3 separate regions of the Anser cygnoides genome follow, and all the other regions are linked to region 2. A link is a contact called in public Hi-C data. All regions are on one chromosome and are shown on one strand. Each heading gives the region's core, a stretch centred on a gene start, on an enhancer-like site or on the middle of the called end of the contact. The rest is flanking DNA. Distances are from core to core; before and after follow the strand shown. Region 1 holds the start of BORCS5 (BLOC-1 related complex subunit 5). Region 2 holds the start of BCL2L14 (BCL2 like 14). Region 3 holds the start of MANSC1 (MANSC domain containing 1).

The links. A called contact is a pair of places that touch in the nucleus more often than the background predicts.
Region 1: a contact with region 2 is called in a Hi-C map of liver, with 3 times the contacts expected there. The contact joins the promoter of BORCS5 here to the promoter of BCL2L14 in region 2. A contact is called at or near these places in 3 of 7 Hi-C or Micro-C datasets (fetal liver and liver).
Region 3: a Hi-C map of liver shows a contact between it and region 2, with 2.4 times the contacts expected there. The contact joins the promoter of MANSC1 here to the promoter of BCL2L14 in region 2. A contact is called at or near these places in 2 of 7 Hi-C or Micro-C datasets (both in liver).

The regions. Positions count from the first base shown.
Region 1 is chr1:72,258,039-72,262,123 of Taihu_goose_T2T_genome, reverse strand. BORCS5 (BLOC-1 related complex subunit 5) reads left to right here and starts at 2,373. Exons shown (of 5, transcript XM_013172846.3): 1 at 2,373-2,721. The coding sequence starts at 2,429. LRP6 (LDL receptor related protein 6) reads right to left here and starts at 2,261. Exons shown (of 23, transcript XM_013172840.3): 1 at 1,923-2,261. The coding sequence starts at 1,977.
Region 2 is chr1:72,423,551-72,427,350 of Taihu_goose_T2T_genome, reverse strand. It overlaps BCL2L14 (BCL2 like 14), which reads left to right and starts at 2,308. Exons shown (of 7, transcript XM_048053654.2): 1 at 2,308-2,914.
Region 3 is chr1:72,233,921-72,237,980 of Taihu_goose_T2T_genome, reverse strand. It overlaps MANSC1 (MANSC domain containing 1), which reads right to left and starts at 1,339. Exons shown (of 4, transcript XR_010832533.1): 1 at 1,079-1,339; 2 at 186-326. The region is part of intron 2 of BORCS5 (BLOC-1 related complex subunit 5); the gene reads left to right.

The sequences.
Region 1 (4,085 bases), core at 1,124-3,623, 170 kb after region 2:
TGGCTTATCACAGTCCTCCGAGGTGTTTCTGTCTCTGGCTAGTAACAGCCCGGTACTTCAAGCCTGTACTAGTTAACGGGGTGCTGCACTTCCATGCTACCAATTTTATTCCTTTCCTGCTTGGTAAACCAGCCTACCGTAGTTTCCTTACACTAATAATCATGGCTCAGTTGTAAACCTCTGTCCGTTTGTGTTGTGTTGGTGGTTTAGTTTGTTGCTTTAAGCCAGTGAGAACAGGGAAGCGAGTTCTCTAAGCAGAGAGGATGCTGTAGCCCACCCGTATACCAGTTTCTGAGTTTCAGTCTCCAATACTGTTGGCTTGGCACCCCTCACAGCACTGAATTCACAAACCAAACAGCAGACTTCGTAACTTTACCTCTACTTCCACGTATAAATGTATTCATACTGATACTGGCACTGCCTCTGCCTCATTAAGGAACTGCTGACACCTCTTATGAACTCAACACATCTCGTTTGAACCAATTCTACCTGCACAGATTGTTTACTAGGGAGGACGTATGCATTAAAATTTGATTTGTTTGTTTCTTCAGAGTTCATCTGTTCCTGTTGTTTATATCTACATAAAGTAATAATAACAATCAGGGAATTAATATTATGCCACAAATAGAAGATTATGACTCCAGGGAGGTAATCAAACAACAGGAACACATGAACACAGAAGAAAGAGAAGTGCCGTTTGGATACAAGTGTCCTTGGCAATTGACAAAGGTGAGAGAGGAGAAGAGATAACAGCCTAAACGGTTTATAAACTGAATGTTTCTTCAAAGTTTCTTCTTAAGCATCATCAGGTATGCAAAAAACTTCGGTAGGACATCACTAGCTTGAGATTAATTTGAAGAAGTGACTGTGACCATGCTGATACTGCGTGACAATATGCATCCCAATGATTTCTATGCTGTCATTTGGACTGCGTTAAATGGCAAGTGAGAGCCAAACGAATGGTTTATTAGGACCAGGTATGATCGTGACATAATAAAATGAACTAATCAGGAAACAATTCCTCTCCATGCTCTGTATCCAACTTTACTTTTGAAAATTGAGGTTTCGCTGCCACAATAGGAATACAAAATGTGACGCAGTCCATTTAAATAAGTATACTTGTATCTTCACAAACAGGATACAATATGGCAAACAGATGCATAGAAGAAAAAAAAAAGGGGGGGGGGGTATGGAGGAGTGGAAAATTTTTGTTTTCCAGAGTGCCGAGCAACTGGCTACTGAGCAGTTCCTTCAGCCTAAGCCACCTTTACTCTGGCTTTTATCGAAACTCACGGATGTCGATGACAGACTAATTTTCGACATTAAAGTGCAGTTGACTAACTATTAGCAGTTAACCTCTTCCCTCATCTAGGGAAAAACATAAGGGCAAGAGGATGGATGCAACCACCACAGGTGACTTCTCCCCAGCAGGAGCCAGCACGGACCCTGTCGCTGAGTTCAGCGCGTTCTCCAAGGGCGCCTCGGCTGTCTCCCCACGAAATCCCACAGACCAAGAAACCGCCTTGGAGAGGGGGGGTGGAACAACGATTTCCCGGGGTGCCCCCAGTGACACCCCCCGGAGCTACTCGGGGGCCTCTGCGCAGCCCCGCGAGCGTTGATCGCGACCCAGCAAACTTCTCCGGGGTCCCGGCAGCGACAGGAGGAAAATCATTTCTCCTGCGGCCGGCGCGGCGATGCTGGCGTGACATTTGCGGTTTTTTGTTTATTTTATTTTAATTTATTTTTATTTTATTTTAAGTTAGAGGAGACAACAATGCCGGGAGGGGTGCGGAGCACTGCCCCCGCAGCGGGCCCCGCCAGGCCGCTCCCCTCCCGCACGGGCAAACATGGCCCCTCGCAGCACAGCCGTCAACTTTTCCCCTGCCTCCTCCTCCTCCTCCTCCTCCCGCCTCCCCGCTCACCTCTCATCAGGGAACAAAAACTGCAGGCAAGCAGGCTGCGCAGGACGGCCCCCATCTTCCCTCGCTCCGCGCTCTCACCGGCGGGGCGGCGGCGAGGAGCAGCACCCCCGCTGCCCGTTCATGCTTCCCGGCCGGCGGGGAGAGGAGGAGGAGGAGGAGGAAGAAGAGAAGGAGGAAGGCCGGGGCAGCGAGGCACCCCCTAGCAGGCCGCTCGCCCCGCCGCGCCGCCGCTCTCCCCCATGCCGGCCGCCGCCTGGCCGCGGCCGTTCGCCATCCACCCCCCGAGCCCGAGCCCGAGCGCTCCCCGCGGCTCCTCCGGGCGCGCACAGGCGCAGGGATACAGCCTCCTCCTCCTCCTCCTCCTCCTCCTCCTCCTCTTCCTCCTCCCCCGGCCGCCGCGCCCCGCTCCCCGAGCAGCGCCCGCCTCCCCGGGCACGGAGGGAGGGACGGCTGGAAGGAGGGACGGACGGAAGGAGGGACAGAAGGAGGGAGGGACGGACGGACGGATGGGATGGAGGGAGAGAGGGAGGGATGCCAGCGCCGCCCACTGCCCGCTCGCTCCCCCCCAGCGCACGCACACGGCCGCGGCGGGGCCCTCCGTGCCCGCGGGGGGCAGAGGGGGTCGGCCCAAATTCCTGCGGGGCTACCGCACGCGTGGGGCTCCCCGCCTTTTCTCTCCCTCCACGCCGTTTTTAGGGAGCAGCGCGGCTCGGAGAGACGCCGGCCCGGCAGGGACGGGACTACTTTCGGGCACGGAGCGGCGGCACAAAGGCGGCAGCTCCTCCTCCTCCTCCTCCAGGTGAAGGCCGTCCCTCTCCTGCTGCCCCCTCCCGCACGCCCGTTTCTTAGCGAAACGAGCAGCGAGCGCACCGCAAACTGCGGGACGTGGCCACACAGCCCCGCTTGCAAAAAGGCGTCCCTCTCCTGCCTTGTGCGCCACGGGAAACAATCGCAGCTTCCTTGAATTTCCTCCCGTTTTTTCCTCCCCTAACCCGTTTTCCTGAACCTGCTTCAGGAGTTTTCCAAGGAAACACAGTTTCCTCCGGTTTTCCAGACCTGCTTCGGGGAGGTTTCTCCAAGGAAAACCCACTTTCTGCAAGGAAAACCCAAGTCTGAATGTGCACGGCTCCCTCCCAGCCTGTTGCAGCCCTTTGCTGGGGTGATGCTGTGAGGCAGAATGACTTGAAGCAAAATTTGAAGTCCTTGCCCCCAGAAGTCTGTATTGTTCTCAAGGTTATTAGAAACTTATGGAAATGTTTAACTTTTAATTTCGTATCTGTTGAACATGTATTTTCGTAGCTTTTCTTATGATTACAGTAGGAGATAACATCTGGGCCAGATTAAAAGCCCAGGCATCGTAGACTGACTCTAACATCAGGCTCCTGCAGTCATGTGATAATATCAGACTTTCAGCTTTTACTAGGGGGAAAAAAAAAAAAAAAAAAAAAAAAAAAAGCAGTCAAAACTTTTTACATAAAGAAATATATATCCAACCTTCAAGGTTGTTTACTTTTTTTTTTTTTTTTTTTTTAACAACTCAAAAGCAATACCTGCCTAGGGGCAGGTCTGCATTACCAAACGTTGTCCTTGACCCTCTCCCGGATGAAATAGCCTCCCCTTTTACTGCCATGTCAGCCGGGGAGATAAGCAAGCTCAAGCAAGATCCACGTGGATGGTGGAGGGCAAGGGCTTCCCCTGAGCAAATGTACCAGAAAGTAGATAAACCTCATCTTCCCCGTGTCATCACAACCAGCTTTGCAGGGACAGTCAGAAGGAGCACAACATTCAATTTATTTTCACTGATTAGAATCAGAGAGAAATAAAAGGAGGATTTTTTTTTTCCTTATGGTACATGCTCATAATTTTGTATGATCAGTGATTAACCTCTTCTGGAGTATTGTGAGTCTATCGTGAATTCTTCATATCTTAATAATGTAATGCACAGCTGAGGAAAACCTCAAGCCTGAACCTCTGAATCACACAACACATTTCTCTACATGCTGTTCCCCTAGCATCTTATCATTTTTTGGCTGGAAACACGCTGGTGTCTCGACTGTCTCCCTTGGGAGCCTGATCCCCTGCCTATTTGCTCTAACATCTTCCCTGCAGTCCAAGCTGGCTGGTTTTATTTTTAGCTTTCAGACATTATATGCTGTCACCCCT
Region 2 (3,800 bases), core at 1,059-3,558:
AGAACTGCATAAGTCAACGTAAAGTGCTTGGCTGGGTATCCAAAGGTAAATGAAACATTTAAAAAGGGGGCAGAAGACACAAGATAGAAGGCAACATAAAAGGTAAGAATCCAAATAATAATAATAATAATAATAATAATAATAATAATACAAGATCCATAATACAAGCAAGACAGAGAACCTAGTTTGAGTCATAAATTAAGAAATAACATGAAGGGACTGAGAACTGAAAGAAAAACGAAATGTGAACTGCCTGTAAAACAGGGAATTATACTGCCATTATTCACAATGTTTGCACTTCTCTCCTCTTTCAGGAAAGTCTATTAAAATAAAAATATTTTTTCCTGGTAGAAAAAGCAGTGGCAGTAAAACAGAGAAGTACAATGAAGTAATTAAAACACATTAAAACGGCTTTGCATTGCATCTATGAGAGTTTCCCTTTTACATTTATCTTGCCTCCTCTGTGACTGCTTTCAGTTCCGTTTGTTTGGAAAAGATACTGCAAGAGTGAAAAGAGGAGCCCTGGTCAGACAGAACCTTTCCATACACCCACATCTGCTCAGGCTGGCTGTAACATGCTTAGAAACACCTCTCTTCCTAATATTGCTCCATAATGGACAAAGTCAGGTCCCTCCATACAGAGACTTAAGAAATCCAGAGCTCCAGCCATGGCAGAAAATGAGCTACTGCTTTTCCTGTGTGCAGCCAGGACCACCAATTTAATAACATGGGCTACCCCACTCTCTCCTAAATACCACCAGGGATTTAAAAGAGTCCAGGTATTTTGATTCCACAACAGTTTGAAAGTATGACCAGGATGGCTACTTGTTCAGGGTATAGGGACACTCAGGGATTGAGGTGAAAAACTGCAGATACTGATGGGAGCAATGGGCTGGGTGAGTAGCTATATTTCAGACAAGGTCATGGCTCCATGGGCAGCAATGCTGCCTCAACACCACAAAGTCTGGCTTTGCCAGTATATTTCAGAAGTTACCCTTCAATATACATCCAGCTCTGGTTGCAGGGTCAACAAAATTGCCAAGTGGAGAAATGGTCATTTTTTTTTCTGTCTCTCATGGTGTACCACAGAGCTACAATTTCTATAGGAACAGAATATATAAAATGGAGCCAAGTCAACACTATTTTTTTTTTCTGTCTTCTCACTTTACCTGGTGTTATAAAATTCAAAATAGCTCCTTAAAAGGGTTTTTGGTTTAGTTCTTTTCCTTGCTTCCAGCAGGCTGCCCATTCCTTTTCTGGGCCTCAGATACTGCTGTTTTTACCCTTCTCTTAGTATTGAAGAAAGCATATTGTGCATTGGGGTACGATATGTTTAAAAAGAAAATGAAAACTGACCTTTTTCAGTGCACAGGATGACAGATTGTTAATAATCCATAACACACAGGCTTTACATCTGCTGTTACTGCTCAGAGGTCAGTTGGCCCTGGTAAAGAAGGAAGGAAATGGAAAGCTTCAGCGAACATGAACAAAAATCTTCTATAAGCCTGTAAAGTCAAAGTGAACTCCAAGTCACTACGCCCCGGAAATGCAAAATTTGGCTGTTTATATTGCTGTTTCAATGAGCAAATTCTTCACTTTGCAGGAAAGTCAGCAGACAGGCGTGTTCCTTACAACACTCGGAGACTAAGGCACATCCATGAAGAGACATCTTCTGTATCAGGAACCAGTCTGTACCCACTGAAACTCTCTCCTCCACAGGTAAATCACAGAATTAAGAATGGCTGAGGTGGGAAGGGCCCTCTGGAGGCCATCTGGCCCAGCCCCTGCTCCAGCAGGGCCACCCAGAGCAGGCTGCCCAGGGCCATGTCCTGGTGGCTTCTGAAGATCTCCAAGGAGGAGACTCCACAACCTCTCTGGGCAACCTGTGCCAGTGCTCTGTCACCCACACAGCACAGAAGGGCTCCTGATGTTCAGAGGAAACCTCCTGTTTTCCAGTTTGTGCTCACTGCCTCTTGTCCCCTGGCACTGGGCACTACTGAAATGAGACTGGATTCAAGAGTTCACCCTCTCGGGCTGTGGGATGAGGCTCTTTCCCATTCATCCAATCCCTCCTAGCTTGCAGCTTCATCTACAAGCTTATTTTGAAAATGGAATATCACTGGCATGGTGAAAATCCCTCTTAAAATGGACTTGTAGATTAATTTGTAGTAATTTGTACAGGTAACTAAATCACCATGTTGGACCATAGTAGTTACAATAGCTACAGAAGCAAAGTCCATGAGGGTCAGTACAGCGTCACTTGTTGCAATAACCTTAACTATCTTATCTAATTAATGTTTAATGTGATTCCGGGAAAAAAAAATAGTCAACAGCATATGAAAAAACATAGAATAGTAGATGGCTATTTATAGAAGAAGAGGTACAACTGATTTCAAAACACTTTAAAAACCTTCTTCTGGATCAAAATGATTATTTGGTTCAACCCGTACCATGACAAAAAAAAAAAAAAAAAGAGGGTTTTGAAGGAAAAAAAAAAAAGATAGTATTCATTCACAAGCCCAAAGCAGCTATAGACTTTGTCCCTTGCCTAGCATGCTGCTCAGCACCACTCACAAGTGCAGGGGGCAGGCCCCACCCTTCCTGCCTCCTATACGTAAGCTGACGTGTTTGAACTCTGTTCACATAAGGAAGTGTACTGGCACATTTTTAATGAAAGTGCAGTGCCATTCTTAGGGAAAGCTTATGTATGTATGTTTTGATGAAAGGCTTAAAATAGTCAATAGAGTAAGTTAAATTCTTTATTTTATTTACTTATTTATTTCCCCTAAAGGGAACTGCTGTGCTTACAAGGCTGGTTCTAACAACAAAAAAAAAAAGAGTAACCACTGGAAGAAAAGGAGAAAGAAGTCAGATCATCAGGCACGCAGTGTTGCTGGTGCAATAGACCTGGAAGGTAATAAACACCCTTTTCTTCTCTGAACTTAGTTTCTCTTCTGTAATGCTTGATTGTCCATAATCCAGCACAAGGCTCTTATTTGTATATAGATTAAACTGCTATATTTATCATGGCTAATTCAGAATGATGTTCTTTCAGGTTTAGCTGTGATGTCAAAAAGTAAGGGAAGGTACTGCCCTAGGACTTTTGGAGCTGCCATACAAGCCTTGCCGCTGTTGCCGGTGTGCTTTTGAAAAGAAAGTTTGACAGACCTAGCCAATGACAGCAAGGTTCTTTTTTTTGCCAACCACACTACATTTAGCTGTGGACAACTGAATTTAAAATTTAGGAGTATCCCAGTGAATTTGTGTAGCTAGGTAGTGCATCATTTCTCTTCTAGAGGCTAAGCGCTGGGCAGCCTTTCATCCCTGAATGAGGGAAATACCTCTGGACAGCCACAGAGCAGCAGATAACTTCTCTTTTGAAAGACATCTATCAGCATAGACCTTTCTATACAGCATGCATTGTGTCTATTGCACAACAGTGCTCATGAAAAATCTGTTGTCACTAGGGACGTTTATTGTGTCATGCTAGTATAACACTATGTTTACTAATTCTGTGGTGTCCTGTTCAGTTAAGATTTAATAAGGAGCAGATAATCCTGCAGCTTGCAAGTCATTGCTTTCCATCCTAGATGTGACTGTGTTGCAGTACCATGAGGAGAGATCCTTTCCTGCGGTCTCGTGTAAAACCAACTTTCCACAGCCTTTGTACAGTTTAAAACAGCACAGCCTCTCCTGGACAGACAATACCAATCTGATAAGGGTTTTGTGAGAATTAGTGAGTCAATACACATGACATACTGTTTCAGTGGAGTGTGCTGCTCACATACGAGTGAACTGCG
Region 3 (4,060 bases), core at 90-2,589, 190 kb after region 2:
CAGGTGCTCACCAAACACTTGCCTATCCATCTCCCACAGAGCAAAGAATGACGTTGTAAAATTAGAATGCTTCGTTTAAAAAATTTTACTAAAAACGCAACCCCCAAACATTACCCAGTCACTACTGAAAAGACAGAGGCAAAGGTGATCTAGTGTGGGGAGCAGTGTCTTTTCCTATTATTTACCTCGAGCTATCTTGTAGCTAACAAATCCTGCTGCAGGTTTCATTGGACAGGCCTCTGTGCTTGGGCAGTAAAACAGGTAGCAGTTTGGATGTGTCCCTGTCCCTCGAGCATCAAAAATCATGAAGTTACACTTCTTGTCTCCTGCAAAACAATATATACATATTTCAGCAGCAAGAAATCTTTATAGCATTTAATAATAAGTTCAGTTAGTTAAATTATGTTTTCCTCATGTGTTGAAGAGGAAAACCACTAACATGTAACATTCCTAAAGGAAAACTACAACATATAACATTCCTACAAGAAAAACAACTCAAGACTGCAAAAGAATGGCCAAAGGCCAACATGTGAAACGTCACACCTTCCTCTTCCTGTACAGATGAACATGAGGAAATAATTAGTCTAATCTCTCATTCTCCCTTCACACATACCACGTTGGCACCACTTTACGTAACAAGATTTTGCTTACAAATCATGATAAATCTGAAAACCTCCTCAGTATACCTGTGGATATACACCGTTCCCATCCTATTAGGGGGCACTTTTAACTGGCTTCTTTTCTACTTGCTGCTGTGCCTCATACCACTCTAAAAGCCTGATGAAAAAAAAAAAAAAGTTTCAGAGGAGCATAAGCACTCTCATTTTTGGCTATAATGAACGTAGCACAAACTGATGGTTACTTCGCAGAGTGTCTGCTGAATTGAGATGATGCCTCTTGGCTTTTGGGAGCCTGTGTGGTTGCAGCATGTAAAACGACCTCCATTTCTGTACCGCAGTTATTTTCCTGAACACTCTGGTATCAACAATCTGGTATCACATGAAGCCAGGCAGGACAGCAAAGTAATTCCCTAGGTGCTCACAAGCAGTAACAGAGAAAGGCAGAGGGGGTCCCTTACCTGGCAGCCCTTTTCCCAGGCAGCAAGCCCTCATACACGCCTCCGGAGCCGAAGCATATACCGGCTCCGCTCCCCTGATGCCTGCGGGGAGGGCGAAGCTGATGTCGACGATGGCGTTCTCCTCTTTTTCCGCCGAGCAGCCCTGGCCGAGGGCCGGCCGGGGCGCCAGGCAGGCGAGAAGCAGGATCCGGAGCCGGAGGCCGATGCCCGCCGACATGGCCGCCCCACAGGGTCCCACGGCCGGGAGGAGGGACGAGGGCCGGCCCGGGGCCGCCGCCTTTCCCCCCGCCCCATCTTGCCTAGCTAATGCTTTTCCTTTGGATATTTTCAGCTCCTCCTTTTATTTTTAGGTAGCTAGGTAGTTAGTTTAGGGCAGTGTTAGTTAAGTGGCCCGGAGGGTAAGGAACGCGGCAAAGGGGCAGTACGATATAGTCCTTCTTTTTCAGCTATCTCGTCCTGCATCATACTTAGAATAACATAGTTATTTCTGCAACTAAAGTAAATGTCCTTCTTAGGGGTGGTCCATTACATGAAGAGATACCGAAGGACAGATTACTTTACACTGCAATGGTTAGAGTAAAATAATGAAAACAACGAGTCCTATAGGACTAAACACCTGGATGCAGATAGGAACAACTGCAGGTATATGTATACATATGTTTGTGGGTATTCACACTCACATTCACTAAATATATACTTAGTTCCCAAATTAGTCATTGTAAGCCACTCTCGGATAGTGTAAGAGTGTGACTCCGGACCCAGTCATATTTCCCAATGGCAGCAGCAAGGCACAGGGGACTGTGCCTTTCCTATGGGTACTGCATGCTGAAGCGGCACGCTGCAGGTGTCATCATCACACAACCATCATATATATATATATATACACTAACATAGATATATATAGCTGTACACTCTGAGTAGTTTCAGATACATTAACTTTGCTACTACTACAGAGGGTTTGTGTTATGTCCACATTAGAGGCAAAATAAAGAATTCACTACCACATCAGCCACATTAAAAATACACTTTTATTGTCATAGTGTTTCCAATTATAAGACTTCATGTGGCAGACATGTACAATTGTTGATAGGTAAATTAAACTTTTCCAGGGGTGTCAGTATGCTGCACATTCACACTTTTACAGTAATAAATGAAAACACTTTCACACAGCGGCTGGAAAGTATACTTCACAAACTATTTTGAACTCTGTTAAGTAGAAGTGGTAAATGAAGCTAACTAAAGTTCAATGTGCTGATCCAATGGAGCTAATTTTAAAATTTGTCTGAGACTGATGGTTAACATCAGATGTCTTTATGGCAAGCACTGGTTAGGTTGCAGCCTTACAGACATCACACAATTTATGTCTGAACACTCCAAGTTCTTCTTTAAGTGCCACTGAGGCCACTCATAGTGTGAATACTGCAGATTCAGAGCTCAACTTTCTCTACTTAATTGTGCCAACAATAGTTTGTTCTTCCTCCTGGAATAATTACATTTCTTTGAACCTATTTGTTATTTTGGCAGGAATTAAGCAGTTGTTGAGGTAGTCAAAAGATCGGCCTATTGTTAGGTTACAAACCCATGTGGCACAGCCTGCAGCTGCAAGAACTGGTGCTGGATTGAGGTTTTCTCCTATAGCCCCCATCTCAGTAACAGTTGTGAGGTGCAGTTCCCGCAAGATAGGAGGATTGTTTTTGTGTTAAATTAAATCCTGGTGGGAATAAGTAAAAGCAACCAGAAGAGAGAATGCTGAACTGAGTTCAGGGCAGAGTTTTCACAGATGTTGGCCATCATACATGAGTGGAGAATGGACTCGTTCAGGAGTTAGCACATACCAGCATTTTTTATGTTTATTGGAAAATCTTCTGTCAGAGACAATCATGTGGCCGGTTTGATTGTCAGATATGAACGCAATGAGTCTGAAGTACATTTCCTTCTCCTTTCTACTTTTCTGCTTAACCTGAATCACCCGTGACCTTTCAGTCTGGGCTGTTTTTATCTCATTCCAGAGATAAATCGCCCCCCCCCCGGGCGCTGCCGTGTCCCCGGGGCAGTCGGGCAGCCCTTCTCCCGGCCCTGCCGGTGCCTTTAAGCGGAGCTCCGCCTGGCCGTGGCGCCGGGCGGGGCCTGCCCTGACCCAGGCGCAGGCGGCAGGAAGCCTGAGCGGTAGTGGCGGCCGCGGTGCGGCTCCCGCGCTGCAGGGCGGAGGGGCGGAGGAGGCCGAGCTCGGCACGGCACGGCTCGGCACGGCTCGGCACGGCACGGCACGGCACGGCACGGCACGGCACGGCACGGCTCGGCTTGTCGCAGCGCGGTTGTGCGCCATGGGAGCGGAGCAGAGCGCGGAGGCCGAGAGCCGCCTGGGCGAGCCCGGCGCCTCAGGTCGGTGGCGAAGGGGAGCTGGTGGCGGTGGAGCCGGGGGCGCTGCCACCACGACCCCGAGGACGGGAGGCGAAGCGGGTGCTGAGGACGGCAGCCCCAGGTTCCCTCCTTTCTTGCTGTGGTGCCCGCTGGCCCTGTCAGGAAGGGCGGTGCGGGGATGCTAGCCTCCGGGAGAAGGAATGAGGGGTGTCGGCAGTGTGGAGAGGTGTCCCAGGGGGTGAAAGCAGGACGTGTGTGACGTGGAAACGGGGGTCCCAAATGTCTCCGAGATTAAGCTGTTGAACTGAATCGTTCCCTAAAATATAAGGATATGAAAGAGCCTTACTATGGTGGAGTGCTGACAGATAAAAAGTTTCTGGTAGCTTTTGCCTTCAACCTTCATCGTTGAAATGAAATCACCTTGGGTTATCACTAGAGCAAGAAGTCAACACGTCCTTAATCAGTTACCTTGTTCTGAAAAATTTTGTTGAACATGACATGTTACCAGAGAGAGGGGGAGAAGGGAGGGTCGTCAGTGATCTCAGGGATGTGTTTATACTGTATAAAGCGTACTTGCTCTCTGTTAAACACGTTAATGTTCTTTTTAGGGTTAAATTCTGA